Regions from separate parts of the Danio rerio genome. Here region 2 is linked to region 1. The links are chromatin contacts, called in public HiChIP or PLAC-seq maps. All regions are on one chromosome and are shown on one strand. Each heading gives the region's core, a stretch centred on a gene start, on an enhancer-like site or on the middle of the called end of the contact. The rest is flanking DNA. Distances are from core to core; before and after follow the strand shown. Region 1 holds the start of chst12a (carbohydrate (chondroitin 4) sulfotransferase 12a). Region 2 holds the start of ttyh3a (tweety family member 3a).

Region 1 (7,377 bases), core at 2,489-4,988:
TTATAAAGCCAAACAAATGTTTTATGCTGGAAACTTTACATTGTTGTTATTACATCATTGTTACATTTTGTACTGTATGCACTCAAAACAATAAATGTTGCACTGAAGAAAGAAAGTCACCCACATTTTAGATGGTCTGTGGTAGGGCTGCACAATATTTAATAAAATCAGACATTGCAATATCTTTATGCGATATGTATAGCGATATGAATGCAGTTTTAACAGATGGTTCAATAGCACTATTTTGGGGAAGAAATCTTGAATTTAGACTGATTATGGTGGTTTTGTTGGGGAATGAATCATGGACAAAAAATAAACAAATTGCAAGCAACAATGTATACAATAGAGCAGTGGTTGTCAAACAGTGGTACACAGGCTTCCTTCTAGTGGTACGCAGAGGAATCACTGAATAATTAAAGTAAAAAATAAACACGCTTTAACCCTTTAATGCGTATACTAACACCGATGTGATCAGCAAATTGATTTTAAAAGGATAAACCTTTTATTTTATTAAAATTTTTCTAATGTATTCTATCATTTGAAGCTAATTTCCTCCCCATATTTGTAACGGTTGTTGGGGGCACATCCCGTATTTATATATAATCCCAATGTTGATGGGTTTAGTTTAATCACCTGCTTTTCTGGCACACAAAGCCTACTCTTATGCTCAGTGAGCAGGTCTAATTTCTAAATTAAATATTTAAATTCAAATGGTATATTTAAAATACACACTAATGTTTAGATTTCAAAAGAGTTTATATATGAATATGATGGCATACAGCCTATATTTATAAGGTCCAAGGAACATTTGCAGGTTTTGATGAATAAGCTGCTTTATGATAATACTTTACATTTACGCACAGAAGTTTTCTTTTTTTACTTTTTAAGAACAGAGCTATTTTTTTATTAACTTTTAAAAGCACATTTTAATTTAAATGTTGACATTTTATTTATTTTTTTCCTGTAAGCACAGTACAGTGTTAATGTTCAAACTATTTATAATGGTTAAAGTGTTTCACAATAATAAGTATTCATAATAATAGTAATTAATCTGCCTGGTTTTTGAACTCTGCAGAGCTTTAGCTGCTTAATAAGGCCTACTACGCTACTGTATTTCAATATTGGTCATTATGGTGGTACATGGAGAGACACTTTTTTTTTTCTGAGGTGGTAATAGAGCAAAGAAAAAAGTAAAACAAACAGCGTTATGGTTTTCTGGAGTGTCAAACAGAATTCAAGTACAGAATATTCAAATCAATTGTAAAATGTTAAATAGCAATGTATAGACTTTATTGTATTAATAAAAAGAAGAATTATTGTTTCTTCAAAGTTACAAATGTTGTTCTTTTTCTCCCCAAATGCTTCAATCTCTCTTGAAATGCTTTCAAAACACATGCAAATGATACATTTTCACTCTGTTTTAGTTACACTTTGAAGTTACCCAACAATTCTCAGGCATTCTTAACTGTGGTGCTGATCAACTATAATCCAAACCAACATTGCATATCCTGCGATGTGACTATTGCAGATGCACACATTGCGATATCAATGCTGAAACAATATATCGTGCAGCCTTAGCCTGAGGGGTGAGTAAATTAAAGGATTTCCACGTTTCTATTTTTAAATTAGCACATTCTCTTTAAGGCTAGAAAATACTACACAGTTTTAAAAATCACTTTCCACCTAAAAATCTCCTTCAGATTCTCTGCCTTTTGTTTTAATCCAAGGAGAATCTACAATCATATGTGGTTTATAATAATATTTAAGTCATATTTCTGGAAATCTGTTGCACAACATTTGGGTACTGTTAATTTTTGACTCACACTACATAAAATGTAAAATAATCAAACACTATTTTAGGAAAACATGCTGAGTGTTTTTGCTGTAAGTTGAGTGGAAAGTTACAATAAGTTGCTTGTCTGTGGTCTATAAAGCTCTAAGAATAATTAGGCCACTGAAGATGGTAGCAGGAAATGAAGCTGCACATGCTAGCATTATATATTTCTGCTGCTGCTTAAGGAGACGTCATCCAGCACAAAGGAAACATGTTATTTTGTAAGATAGTGTCTGCATTGCAAACATTGTTTCTGAATTTTTTTAAAATGTATAATATGTATACCAACACAGTACCATTGTCAGAAATCCAATTCAGATGTTCGGGAAAGAAAAAGTGCACCTCAGGATGCAAAATTAAGTTTTTAACAATTGTGATGCTATGGAGCCAGATCAGTCTCAAAAGTAACAGCACAATTCATATGTACAAAATCCAATATGTAAATTCATAGATGCACAAAACCAATTTGTGAATTCACAAGTAAAAGGAATAAACATTTGCCCAAATTAATTGAGTCTGTATATTTATGAATTGTGTTTTGAATTATGAATTTGATTTTGAAATTCTGAATTAGATTTGTGTATTTATGAATTGTTCTGAATTTACAAATTAGACTTGTGTATTTATGAACAGTTTTTTAACTTTACAAATTATATTTGTGTATTTATGAACAGTTTTTTTAATTTACAAATTAGATTTATGTATTGATAAACTGTGTTTTGAATTTACTACTTGGATTTTGAAATGGACCCTTTCACAAGACTATTATGACGCATTTAACGGTCATCATAATCTTAAATCCTTGAAAGATTTTAGTAATTAGATTTTCGAAAAAAGACATTAGAACTTATCTGTATTTATGAATGTATTATATCACCTTTGTGTCAAATAAAAAAAAAAAAAGTAATTATCACTTAGGTGAGGTGTTTCTAATGTTTTTATGGGGCTGTGAGTAAATTTGATGTTATTCTGTCGTCTGGTTGCCGTCATCAGTCTTAACACCATCATGGAGTTTTTCTTTTATTTCAGCAAATACAATTGTAAAAAAAAAAAAAAATTGCTGTATTCTCCAATTAGCTCAACTCTAAGTTTACCTAACAATGACTACTTCTGCTACTGAGAAACCAGGAAATGAGTAAAGGGTCTATTCTGAATTGGATTTGTGTTTTTATAAATTATGTTATGAATTTATTAATTATTTTGTAAAACTTTTATGAGACTGATCTGGCTCCATATGATTCAGAGTTTGGACAGTAAGTTGTTTACATAAGATTCCATTTGTATACGCATATAATCTTATTTGAACCAACAGTGTAAATGTAGCTTCATTTGCTACAAAACGACTGAGAATAACAGCCACCTCAGGTATGATCATGTGCCTTGTTTTTATGAAACACACAAAATATTGATGATATAACGTGATCTAATTTTGCCTCAACATTTTAAACATGTCTAATGTTTTCTACTAGATGAAATTTTGTCTTCACCTGAAAAAACAAAAAGGTGAGAGAGATGATCAGAGACGGTCATATGTTCCTCAATTTCTGGTGAAATCTGTCAACTCTTACCACCTAAAATGAGCAATTAGCATTGAATTTAAATTGAGGTAAAATATGTGTGTTTTATTTTATTCTAGCTTTTTAAGCTAACAATTTAAATTGACACAGCACCACTGTGTTTTCATGGTAAGTGATGAAATATAGTTTTTTATTATACTAAAATAGAATGCTCAGTCATGATTAACCAGTCAGAAGGAAGTTTGAATGCTTTATCATATAAAGAGAATCTAAAATGTTAGTTGTCTGTTGTGTAATGAGAACCACAAGATTGTGCCACATATGTCAGCCACAGTCTTGACTTCCCTTTTCTGATTTGTTTCCTTTTACTTCAGAGAATGATGAATGCAGTCTGGGCAGTCGCTTGTATAATGGAGTTGAGGTGAGAATGGCTCTTTCTCAATCAAAATCTACCAAAATGGGAAAGTCAAGGTTATTCCGCATTTTCATGATTGTGGGTGCCGTCTTCATGATCCTTCTTATAATCATATACTGGGATGATGTGGGGGCCTCTAATTTTTACTTGCACACTACCATCTCCGGACCCCATCCGTCACGCCTCTCTCCACAGGGCCGTCGTGGGCCTGAAAAGAAAGTAGAGGAAGACAAGGAGAGCTCGTTCTTGACGGACATAGATGCATTTGTCAACCAGTTTCTAGAAGGAACCGCAGACCCTACAGAACAGGTGCGAGGAGAACCCCCTCCTGGAGAACCTCACAATCAGTCCTCTGAGAAATCAGATGAGAAATTTGTCCCGAGACGAGAGTGGAAGATCCATCTGTCCCCCATTGATCCTGAGAAAAAGCAAAAGCAGGAAAATAGAAAGCAGCTGATCCAGGATGTGTGCGGCAACAAAAGCGTCTTTGACTTCCCCGGAAAGAACAGAACTTTTGACGACATTCCCAATAAAGAGTTGGATCACCTCATCGTGGACGACAGGCATGGGATTATCTACTGTTACGTTCCCAAGGTGGCCTGCACAAACTGGAAGCGCATTATGATTGTGCTGAGTGAGAGCCTGCTAGTGGATGGTGTGCCCTACCAAGACCCTCTAGATGTTCCTCAGGAGCTCATCCACAACAGTAGCCTGCACTTCACCTTCAACAAGTTCTGGAAGCGCTATGGAAAGTTTTCACGGCACCTCATGAAAATCAAGCTCAAGAAATACACCAAGTTTTTGTTTGTGCGGGACCCTTTTGTACGACTGATTTCTGCCTATCGCAACAAATTCGAACAAGAGAACGAAGACTTCTACAAGAGATTCGCTCATGTCATGCTAAAAAAATACAGCAATTACACCGATCCACCGGCATCAGTAGTGGACGCCTTTGCCGCAGGAATTCGACCGTCTTTCTCAAATTTCGTTCAGTATTTATTGGATCCTAGCACTGAGAAAGAGATGCCTTTCAACGAGCACTGGAGACAAATGTACCGTTTGTGCCATCCCTGCCAGATAAATTATGATTTCGTGGGGAAGCTGGAGACTTTGGATGAGGACGCTGAGCACTTGTTGCGTATTCTCCGCGTAGACAATATCGTCGAGTTCCCAGAAAGCCATCGCAACAGAACGGTCAGCAGTTGGGAGCAGGACTGGTTCGCCAACATACCTTTAGAAACCAGAAAAGAGCTGTACAGGCTCTATGAAGCTGACTTTAAACTGTTTGGATATTCCAAACCAGAGAAGCTTTTACATGAGTAATGCATTGATCATCAACTTTATCAGGGTGCTGAAACGATTCTCACAGCACAATCAACAGGGGCAATAGGAGTTCCTGCTGCCTGGTTCTTAATGTGCGGCTCTTTCACATGATGCTGTTAATGAAGGCTCTTTCACATGACTCCAGTTCGAAGGGTCAATGTTAGATTAGTTAGATTGATCCAGTTAGCTCCTCCAGATAGGTTCTGTAATTGCAGACATTGCTTTCTCCATTGTTTGCCATTCAAAAGTGCAGTGCCCTCCTGAACGTGACGTGGAAAAAAAGTTATTATAACCATGAATTTAGAATATGTTTACAAATTATTCATTCCCTCCCTCATAGTTAAATCATGGCCACAGTTTACTCATTTAAGTTTAGTTGAAGCCATTTTGCACTCATATGATGTCTATTTTAATGTGGTTCAAATCAAATCAAAGTAATTAAATGAAAAACTCTGAGACAAAAACCTCACAGGGAACCTCTCTCTACACAATGCTTGTTAAAGGCTGATTTATACTTTTGCGTCAAGCGCACGCGTATGGTCCGGCACAGCCTTCGCATAGCCCTTGCCATGGCTGATGCTAACGCTGATGCGCACCTCTCAAAAAATTTAACTACATGTCGCAACGATGCGTAGTGCAAGCTCTGTTATTGGTAAGCTTGGGCAGCTGTGACAAGTGTGATCGAGCCCAGTGGAGCGAGTGTTTACAAGTGTCGAGTCCTGTGAAGGAGGTCCAGATGGAGACTTATGTGTTTACCTTATGATTAAAGTTGTTGCACGTCTGCCAGTTCCCGCAGTTAGCCACTTGTACATTAAGGTAGCAATCAGGAAAAAACAAAACACCAGTGATGTAACTGGACACAGAGGAACATAAAAGCCTACTGCCAGCTAGCGTTTTGGAAGTGTTATTGCAGAGCAACACAAACAGCATGCAGAAGTATAAATGCATGACTGCACACAAGGCTAATGCCATGAGTCACGTCGATCACGCGACGCTATTATTATAATTATAAATAAGTATGTGCAAGCCAGTGACATGATCTGAGCTTTTCTTGGCTTACTTTGTAAAGTGAGAACGTAAAGTAGAACTAGGTGTTGTGACCAATGTGGTGATTTGATTATTTTTCATATGGATTTGGTTCAATATCAGTAATATAATGACTGATATTAATATTTAATATTTCATTTAAAATGTTAATTTTTAAATTTTATTAACCACACTTAATGAAACAGTTAAGACTTGTAATCAGATTACAATTTCAAGGCATTAGGCATTAAAATTAACATTACATACGATTAATAAAAGCTCTTGTACTTTTTATGTGGAGTTTATTTAAATTAACTGATGTTTACTAAATGATAGTTAACATTAGCCCAATAAATAGTCCCAGAACTTTTAAACTGTATTTCAGCATGAATAGATGTGAAACATCATAACAAGTGAAAATGTTTGAACCATTCAGCGAACCAATGAAGTTTTCAAGTGTTTGCTGCTGTTGTAAGCACTTCTGCAAACAGTGTTAATATTCTTATTTCTTAAAAAGCACTTCAAAATACTGTGAATTATTATTTAAACTTTATAGTGCCCACAATATTATGCAGATTTATTATCACAATGTATTGAATTATTGAATATCAGCATATGTCTATATTACAGGTTAAGAAATAAAACTGCTTTGTAATTCAAAACGGTTTTATAAAACCATTGTCTAAAATAATAATAATAATAATAATAATAAAAAACTGAACATTAATATTATTATTATTATTATTATTATTATTATTATTATTTTATATATTTTATATATATATATTTTATAGCTAAAGTGGCTTTGCAGGGTCATTGTGTTGTCGCAGGATCTACCCAGGGCAAGATATTTGGATGCTGTCTACACGGGATGTGACAGAGATTCTTTTGTCCTCCATGTTTTGTTAAATTGGTGATAAAGTGATATCAAAGAATCCATATATTTCACACAGCCCTGTATAAAAACAAAGTGGAACTGATTGAGCCAGTCACAGTGCAGATGGTATACAGAAAACACAAGACATTGAAATCACTCATGCCTGTGGTTTAATCAAAACTAGGAAAATATGAGTAAAACGAGGGAATAAATGAGAAAAATGTGACCATATTTCAAATAAAAAAACAAATTAGAAAATGAGTTCTACGATATGAACCAAATTGAAAAAGCAAGACATTTTGTGAATATAATGTGGCAATGATTTAACTTAAATGATTAAACAACTGATTTGACAGTGATGAGGAAGTGAATGAGAACATTTTTC
Region 2 (7,377 bases), core at 1,737-4,236, 370 kb after region 1:
AGAGAGATGCACAGATTAACAACGACAATTATACATTGATTATAAAGACTGAATGAGCGTTTAATGAAACCATAACATGTGCGCATAAAAAAGAAGATCTGTGTAATCTCATCAGGAGACAAGCTACCAATTCCCTCTTTAGGTGAATTGAACAGTTTGTTTTGGTCCTCTAATGAGACCTTAAAAAAGCAGGAATTATTGGTTAATTTAATTCCTCCTGTATAGTTTGTACTTACAAATAGGAAAGTTGTTTTCAAATAATTTTGACTGGAAATGTTTGGCTTTTAATGTTTACAATATGTTGATTCAAAAACACACATTAGGTGCATTTTTGATTGCACCACAAGCGCAAAACAAAAATGTTATATTTGTGAAAACTGTACGAATACCATATTTACAGACAAAATCTTGAAAATGCGTAAGCAATTTCAGTTTCATCATTCTGATGTTAGTTTAATGTTTTTTAACAGGCATCTGTAAACAACTTTAACTGGCCACACAGCATTTGTTTTGGATAGAAGTTTAATCACAAAATGTTTTGGGGCACGGTGGCTCAGTTGTAAGCACTGTTGATTCGCAGCAAGAAGGTTGCTAGTTCGAGTGGCGGCTGGGTTAGTTGGCATTTCTGTGTGGAGTTTGCATGTTCTCCCCATGTTCAAGTGTGTTTATTCCGGGTGCTCCGATTTCCCTCAGAGTCCAAAGACATGCGCTATATACCTTTTTCTTCGTTGCTGCATGGAGGGGCGCCATAGTGACCAGTGCCTTCCGGTTGGCTGCTTAGAACTTGCGTTAAGAATTGTCATCAGCCAGAGAAGCTTTTAACAACTGGGTGTCAATACTGTTTCCAGTGGCTTACAGTGTTTTTGTGATGCAAAACTTTAATTTTGAAAGAAAGATGTGTGTTAAAGCCATTGTGCTTCAGTCAAATGAGATTTAAGTAAGAGAGAAAAACATTCTCCTTATTCAGTGTCTGCCGTCAAATTGGATGCTGAAATATAGTGTCAATGTTCACAACCTGTCAGCTGTTATCGTGTACTTTGTGGCTCTTCAATGCAAACACACACACACACACAAACAAGCAAACAATACCTCACTGCATTAAAAAGAGCAAACCATATTACTGGCATGGAACTAACAGGTAAGTAAGCCGTGTAATTTCCAAAAATGACCAATAGAAGTATGTGACTGCTTATCTGCTGGCTGATTTGCACTTTTTTTCACGTTGTGACACTTATTCAATTAATATGTTAGTGGAACAGTACAGGCTACGTTTATGCCAAACATTTTAGTGAATTACATTTGTTTGGGTTGGTTGTATATTTGAAAAAGAGAAAACGTTGACTTTAGCGATGACAAGGCTTCATAAATGTTCTTAGTATTTAAATGAGGGAAGTTTTTAGCATCCTCAGAATAAGACTAAGCTGAAATTAACGAATAACAAAATATTTTCTTCACATTTTAAACCTTTAAATTTTATCATAATGACATTGAAAGCACTAAGCAAACCAATATTAAATGTACTGTTTATGAATACCTTTGTGCACACATACTCAACAGTTTCTTCATCTCAGTGTCAGTATATTGTGCTCATTCACGATCACTGTGCAGTGACAAAGTAAAGTCTCAGGGGGTTGGAAGTACATCAGGGTAACGTATAGTAATAACTAACAATTTTTGGGTGAACTAACACTTTAAGCAGCACTGAATGTCCTGGACTATAAATATGAACTTCTACAGATCCATCTCTCAACATGTGTTGGAAAGCAGCAAATGGATAAAGTGGAGTAATCACAGAACGAAATGCCAAGCAGCTGCAGCAATATCAGGTCCAGCTTTTCAGGGGAATTTGCAAAGCTTGGTTTTGATTTTTGATAACAAATTTAAACAAAATATACACACTAACAATCCAATTTATGCCTGGTTAAATGAAATAAAAAGCTACTGCACAAGTATAAAGCAAAGTCATGGTGCTTTAGTAATGAATGTCATGAGCAACACTGGCTGTTATAGCTACCTTTCCAACATATCCTTTCATTTGCACGTGGTGCTGTATCAACCAGTTACATACATAAACTCACCTGCTGGTATGACGACTCCTCTGGGCGAAAATCACTGCTGGTTTGCTCAAATTGGAGATTGAAGTGAGGCAGTCTGTGCAGCAGGTTAACCCACCACGGAGGAGAGTAATTCACGACGGCTGCCATTATCTTTATGACAATAACACTCCGAGCCGACAGAAACTAAAGCAGGAAGTTCACAACTAGGCTCTAAACAATGTCATTAGACTGTAAATGATATAAAACGCTGCTCTTCACAGGAAAATAACATCTGTCGTCATATATCCATAGTGATATGAAGCTAAACGCGGCTGTTTTGAAGCTCCAGCAGTCCCCAGAGTGAAACCGAAAGGTGGTGAAGTAAAACGATGTGAATACACCAACAGAGCTAATCGTTTAAAGGATTTAAACGGTATGAAACAAGATTTGAGCTTCCCTAACGTTATTCCTACCGGCTGGCAGAAATACACAAGGGAAGTGTGATTTACAAGCTCCTACTTCCTCTCGCCAAACTGCCTATTGTTTAGAGACATTAAAACTAAGCGCATCCACACGATACACCCTGAGATGAACATGCATTCAAAGCTGGATCCTTTCCTAGATCCAAGACTCAATCCTCGGGGTACTTTCAACGCCAGCCAGTTTTAAGATGGATCTCCCCGTTTTATGTCAGTCATTGGCCGAGATTAGTGCCGAGCGTTTGTCTTCGGCTCCGTCATTCCCATTCCTCCGTCCTTTCGTTCTTATTAGTCCTAAATGACTGGGAAAAGGTGTTTATTAAGTCGAAACGTCCGTTTGTGGGTTAGTGGGCGCCACGCGACTCCTCCCTGCCGACAAAACTCGGTGAGATGAGCTGTAATCCAGTGTTGGTGAAGGGGGAGAGAGAGAGAGACCGATGCCCACTGAAACAAACTCACGCTGAGAGAGACTGGATAATTATTTACTATGGTATGAGATAAGCGTTGAGAATGCGGACATCTAGTGGTCAGATATAATATTACATCAATTTTTGAGATATATATTGATACGTGTTCTCAAAAAAGCTAAATAAATAGGTTCTGTCTGTACTATAAGATTTTAAAAATCAGTCGACTATTAGATTGACTAGAGTTTCTTTCCATGTAAAGATGTTTACTGAATTCTCAAGCATCATAATAACAAACCCCGGTCAAAAACTGCTCCTCTGTCTTTCACTTTCCCATTTCGAAATATAACAAACAGTACAACAAGATTGGAGCAAACCATTACAAACAAAGGAGTAGGGGTGAAATCAACAAATGCACACTAAAAAACAGGACTGTAGCCAGCCTGCTGAATGGCTTGGTTCTTTTTTCTCCAAAAGTGGACCTTCTTGCAGTTATTCGCCTCATTTTCTGTTTAATTATGAGATTTAAATACTGTGTTTTAATGAGATTTTAAGCACCATTTTAGCTGAATTAGCTTGTCAGATGTCCATTATAACCACACTTTGTAATGTACCAAATATATTTTCTAAATATTTTAATAAATAAGTGTGAAATAATACTTATTTTTAAAATACGTATTTATTACATCATATATCATTAGAAAAAAAAGGATTCTGTTAAAGTTTTAAATTACAAACTAGCCTATTGTCATTTATTAGGTAAATAACAAACTGACCATGCAGCCTCAGTCAGAATTTGGCCATTTGGTTATTTATTTATTTATTTATTTTTAAATAAAAGTTACTTGTAAAATGTTTTCTCTATTTAAAAACAATGCAATGGCAAAAGAAGGATTTTCTCATGTCAGATTGTGTGTTTTCTTGCACAGCTGGATGTTGGATTCATGAAAAAAATCTTTAACAGAAGAAAGAAGCTCATTAAGGTTTGAAACAAGTAGGGTAAGTAGATGATGATAGAATGTTTAGTTTTGGGTGAACTATCCCTTTAAAGCTGTCTAAATTAAGTTCTCAGAAATGCATATTTATAATGAAGAATTTAGTTTTAATATATTTTTGGGAGGAATTCATGAAAGATATATATTCTAATGACTTTTGCCATAAAAGAAAAAAAATTACTTTTACTCAGACTGTGTATTTTTGGCTATTCAATACACGTGCAACTTAAGACTAGTGGTCCAGGGTCACATAACCCTACAGTTCTAGAAAACTAAAAGATCACTTCAGATTTATTGTGTTTTATCAGCATTTATTTTTTTGTATGAAAATATTTATTTTTTCAATATGTAAGGTGTAAAAAACATGAGAAATGTTATATGAGTATATAAATTTCAGTTGTTTTCTCGTGCAGTATAAATAAATATCTGAATTCTACCCCTTTCTCTGTGAGAAACACACAACACAAACACACATGCGTGCTCACACACACACAAAACAACAAAAATCAAATAAACCATCACACCAATCAACCAATCAATCAATCAATCAATCAATCAATCAATCAATCAATCAATCAATCAATCAATCAATCAATCAATCAATCAATCAATCAATCAATCTATCAACCAACCAACCAACCAATCAATCAATCAATCAACCAACCAATCAGTCAATACCAACAATTTCTTACAAATGCAACTGATGCAGTGAAATTATAACCCTTGGTGAATACATTTTTTTTAGCAATTTTCATCATTTCATTGCTATGTAGCAACAACAATAAAATATAAAATAACACTGTTAACTAGATTTCATAGTAAACACGAATCTATATAGCAATACACATTTACTGTAGCAGGGAACAGTATAGGCTTAATGTTTAGTAACAGTTTAGTATTAAAAAATGTCTTCACATTTTCACTTTCACGACAGACAAAGTGGGAAAATTATAAATTTTCATGAACTATCACATGCAAGTCAATATGAGCATTGGCATTTAGGTTCACTAGTAAAATTATGTGATGATAATTAGTCAACAACATGTGAGCAGTTTTACTGCAAATGTGATGCAGTGTGATTAAAGGTGAATTTATTTAAGCATCAAGAAATGATCAATCTAGTCTCCATATGACCCATTATGAGTTTATTACAAAATAATGTTCATCTAACATATAGTGACCCCTGCTTTATTAAAGTCTGTTGTTCATTTTTATAAAAGCTAATTTAGCTGTGTTCTAATGCACTAGCTTTTCCAACAGACAGTACTTCATCAATTATTTTCTTAGTAAATTATAATAAACTGTAACTTTTATTTTTAGTAGTTTCTTAAGGTCAGGGTAGATTCCCAGCATGTGTTCTGTCTTCAACATTAATATTAATTTGGTCTATATTGACCAAAAGGGGAAGAGCGAAACATATCCAAAGTTTTGTTGTCTGATCATTGCAATAACACAACACTTTTCATGTTCATGCATTTAGATTTTTTTAACACTAGTGAGCATAAATAAGTTAATAAATAAATAAATAAATAAACAAATAAATATATATATATATATATATATATATATATATATATATATATATATATATATATATATATATAAATAAATAAATAAATAAATAAATAAATAAATAAATAAATAAATAAATAACACACTAAACAGCATAATAAAGTATGTATTAACATAGGCCTACAGTATATGCACCAGTTTTGATTTCATTACAATTTTCTGCATTTTTCTTTTGTGTTAATTATCAATCAAACAAACAAACAAACAAACAAACAAACAAACAAACAAACAAACAAACAAACAAACAAACAAACCTAACCACTTGAGGGTGAGCAAATTATGACATCTTCCATTATATGAAGGTAAATGTGGAAGCTGAACTATTGCATTATTGTTCTATAACATTTTGTCTTTATTCATACGTTTATTTTATTTATGTATATTTATTTATTTATAAAACAGTCTGTAAGTAATGTCATATGAAAGTAGTGCTTGTCCCACAGTCTATGGTTTGTCCTTAAAGAGCTTGTTGGACATGAAGCTCCGCCCAGTCGCTCTGTCATACACTTCACCATGTGTTTCCACATCATTACAACTTTAAGAAGGACATTCCTGCTCTTTTCTGCAGGAAATCACATGGACGTGCCATCGCGCTCACATGACAGCTAAACGATGGCAGGGGACATAAATGAAGGTAAGGATTACAAAATACCACAGTTTCAGCAACATATCATACAGTTTTGGTAATCTTGTCCGTTTTACTCGTGTTTATATTTGTACATTTTGACTTCCCGACTGTTTTTCTTGACTTTGATATCGCTGTTGGTGTTTTTAAAAATCGCTACCGAAACATGTCACCTTTTCTTCGTGTTTCTATTCATCCTCTTGCCTTTATTGCTCTTTGCTGTTTCACTGGTTTCACCTGTTTAGTGACTAGATAACCGGTTATTTAAGTTGTCAGAGATACATTATAATAGTACATTGCATTAAATTGTAATGTTTATAGGTATGTTAACGTTGTATCGATTTATCAAACAATCAATTGCATTCAGTCAATAGGATTTGTATTTTAAAAAAACATATAGAATTATGGAATAATATTCAACAATATACAAAACATACATTAATTTAATATTCTTAAAAAATATTGCAAGTCTTCTTTGCTTTTGATTAATAACGTTTCCCAAACTTGGCCAGTAGTCCTTAGTCTCTTAAAGAAAATGAACAAAATTTGGCTTGAATCCAGACCATTTGTTTATGTATGAAACTTTCCCACAATTTTAAAAAGTTGTAAGAAGAAGGTAAATTTGTTACATAGACATACTATGTCAACATTTTGTAACTTGAATATGACATTTGTTTTTCTTCTAATAAAAAATTCAACATCCACCCAGAAAATCCTTATATATACAATAACAAAACAGATGGACAATAGATTATTTTCCCATGGAACAAAAATCACAGGGATAATCATTATCAGTCAATAGGCCATACATCCATCGTTATAGGCTGAATGTTACTTTAAAAACCAACCAAATAATTTTTATTTATTTTTTTGACCCTTTAAGGGTCACACTTTACAAAACATCTTAAAATAAAGATTCAGTTCATGTTGAGTAATGTACTTATTTACATGGACTGAGAATAAACAATACTTGTACAGCATTTATTAATCATAGTTTAACATTTACTAATAAATTATTAAATTCCAGATTTGTGTTTGTTGACATTAGTTAATGAACTGTGAATTTACAAGGACTAATAATGAATGACTGTATTTTCATTAACTTGAACAAAGATGAATTCATTGTGTAATAAATGTATTGTTGATTCATGTTAATTGTTAACGAACATTAACTAATGCAAGTGTATAGTAAAGAGTTTGTGCATCAAATGAAATGGCACACAAGTACCAATAAAGGACGCCCATGACAGCACTGTAAAACCC

Evidence for each region. HiChIP or PLAC-seq counts read pairs in DNA pulled down with a chosen protein or histone mark.
Region 2: an H3K4me3 HiChIP or PLAC-seq map of embryo shows a contact between it and region 1, with 6 times the contacts expected there. The contact joins the promoter of ttyh3a here to the promoter of chst12a in region 1. A contact is called at or near these places in 2 of 4 datasets of contacts at active chromatin or transcription factors (embryo and gastrula embryo).

Annotation. Positions count from the first base shown.
Region 1 is chr3:40,732,599-40,739,975 of GRCz12tu, forward strand. It overlaps chst12a (carbohydrate (chondroitin 4) sulfotransferase 12a), which reads left to right and starts at 3,739. Exons shown (of 1, transcript NM_213547.2): 1 at 3,739-5,114. The coding sequence starts at 3,779. The coding sequence ends at 5,089.
Region 2 is chr3:41,107,072-41,114,448 of GRCz12tu, forward strand. ttyh3a (tweety family member 3a) reads right to left here and starts at 2,987. Exons shown (of 14, transcript XM_679082.10): 1 at 2,079-2,987. The coding sequence starts at 2,204. It overlaps snx8a (sorting nexin 8a), which reads left to right and starts at 6,009. Exons shown (of 13, transcript NM_001326490.1): 1 at 6,009-6,123. The coding sequence starts at 6,102.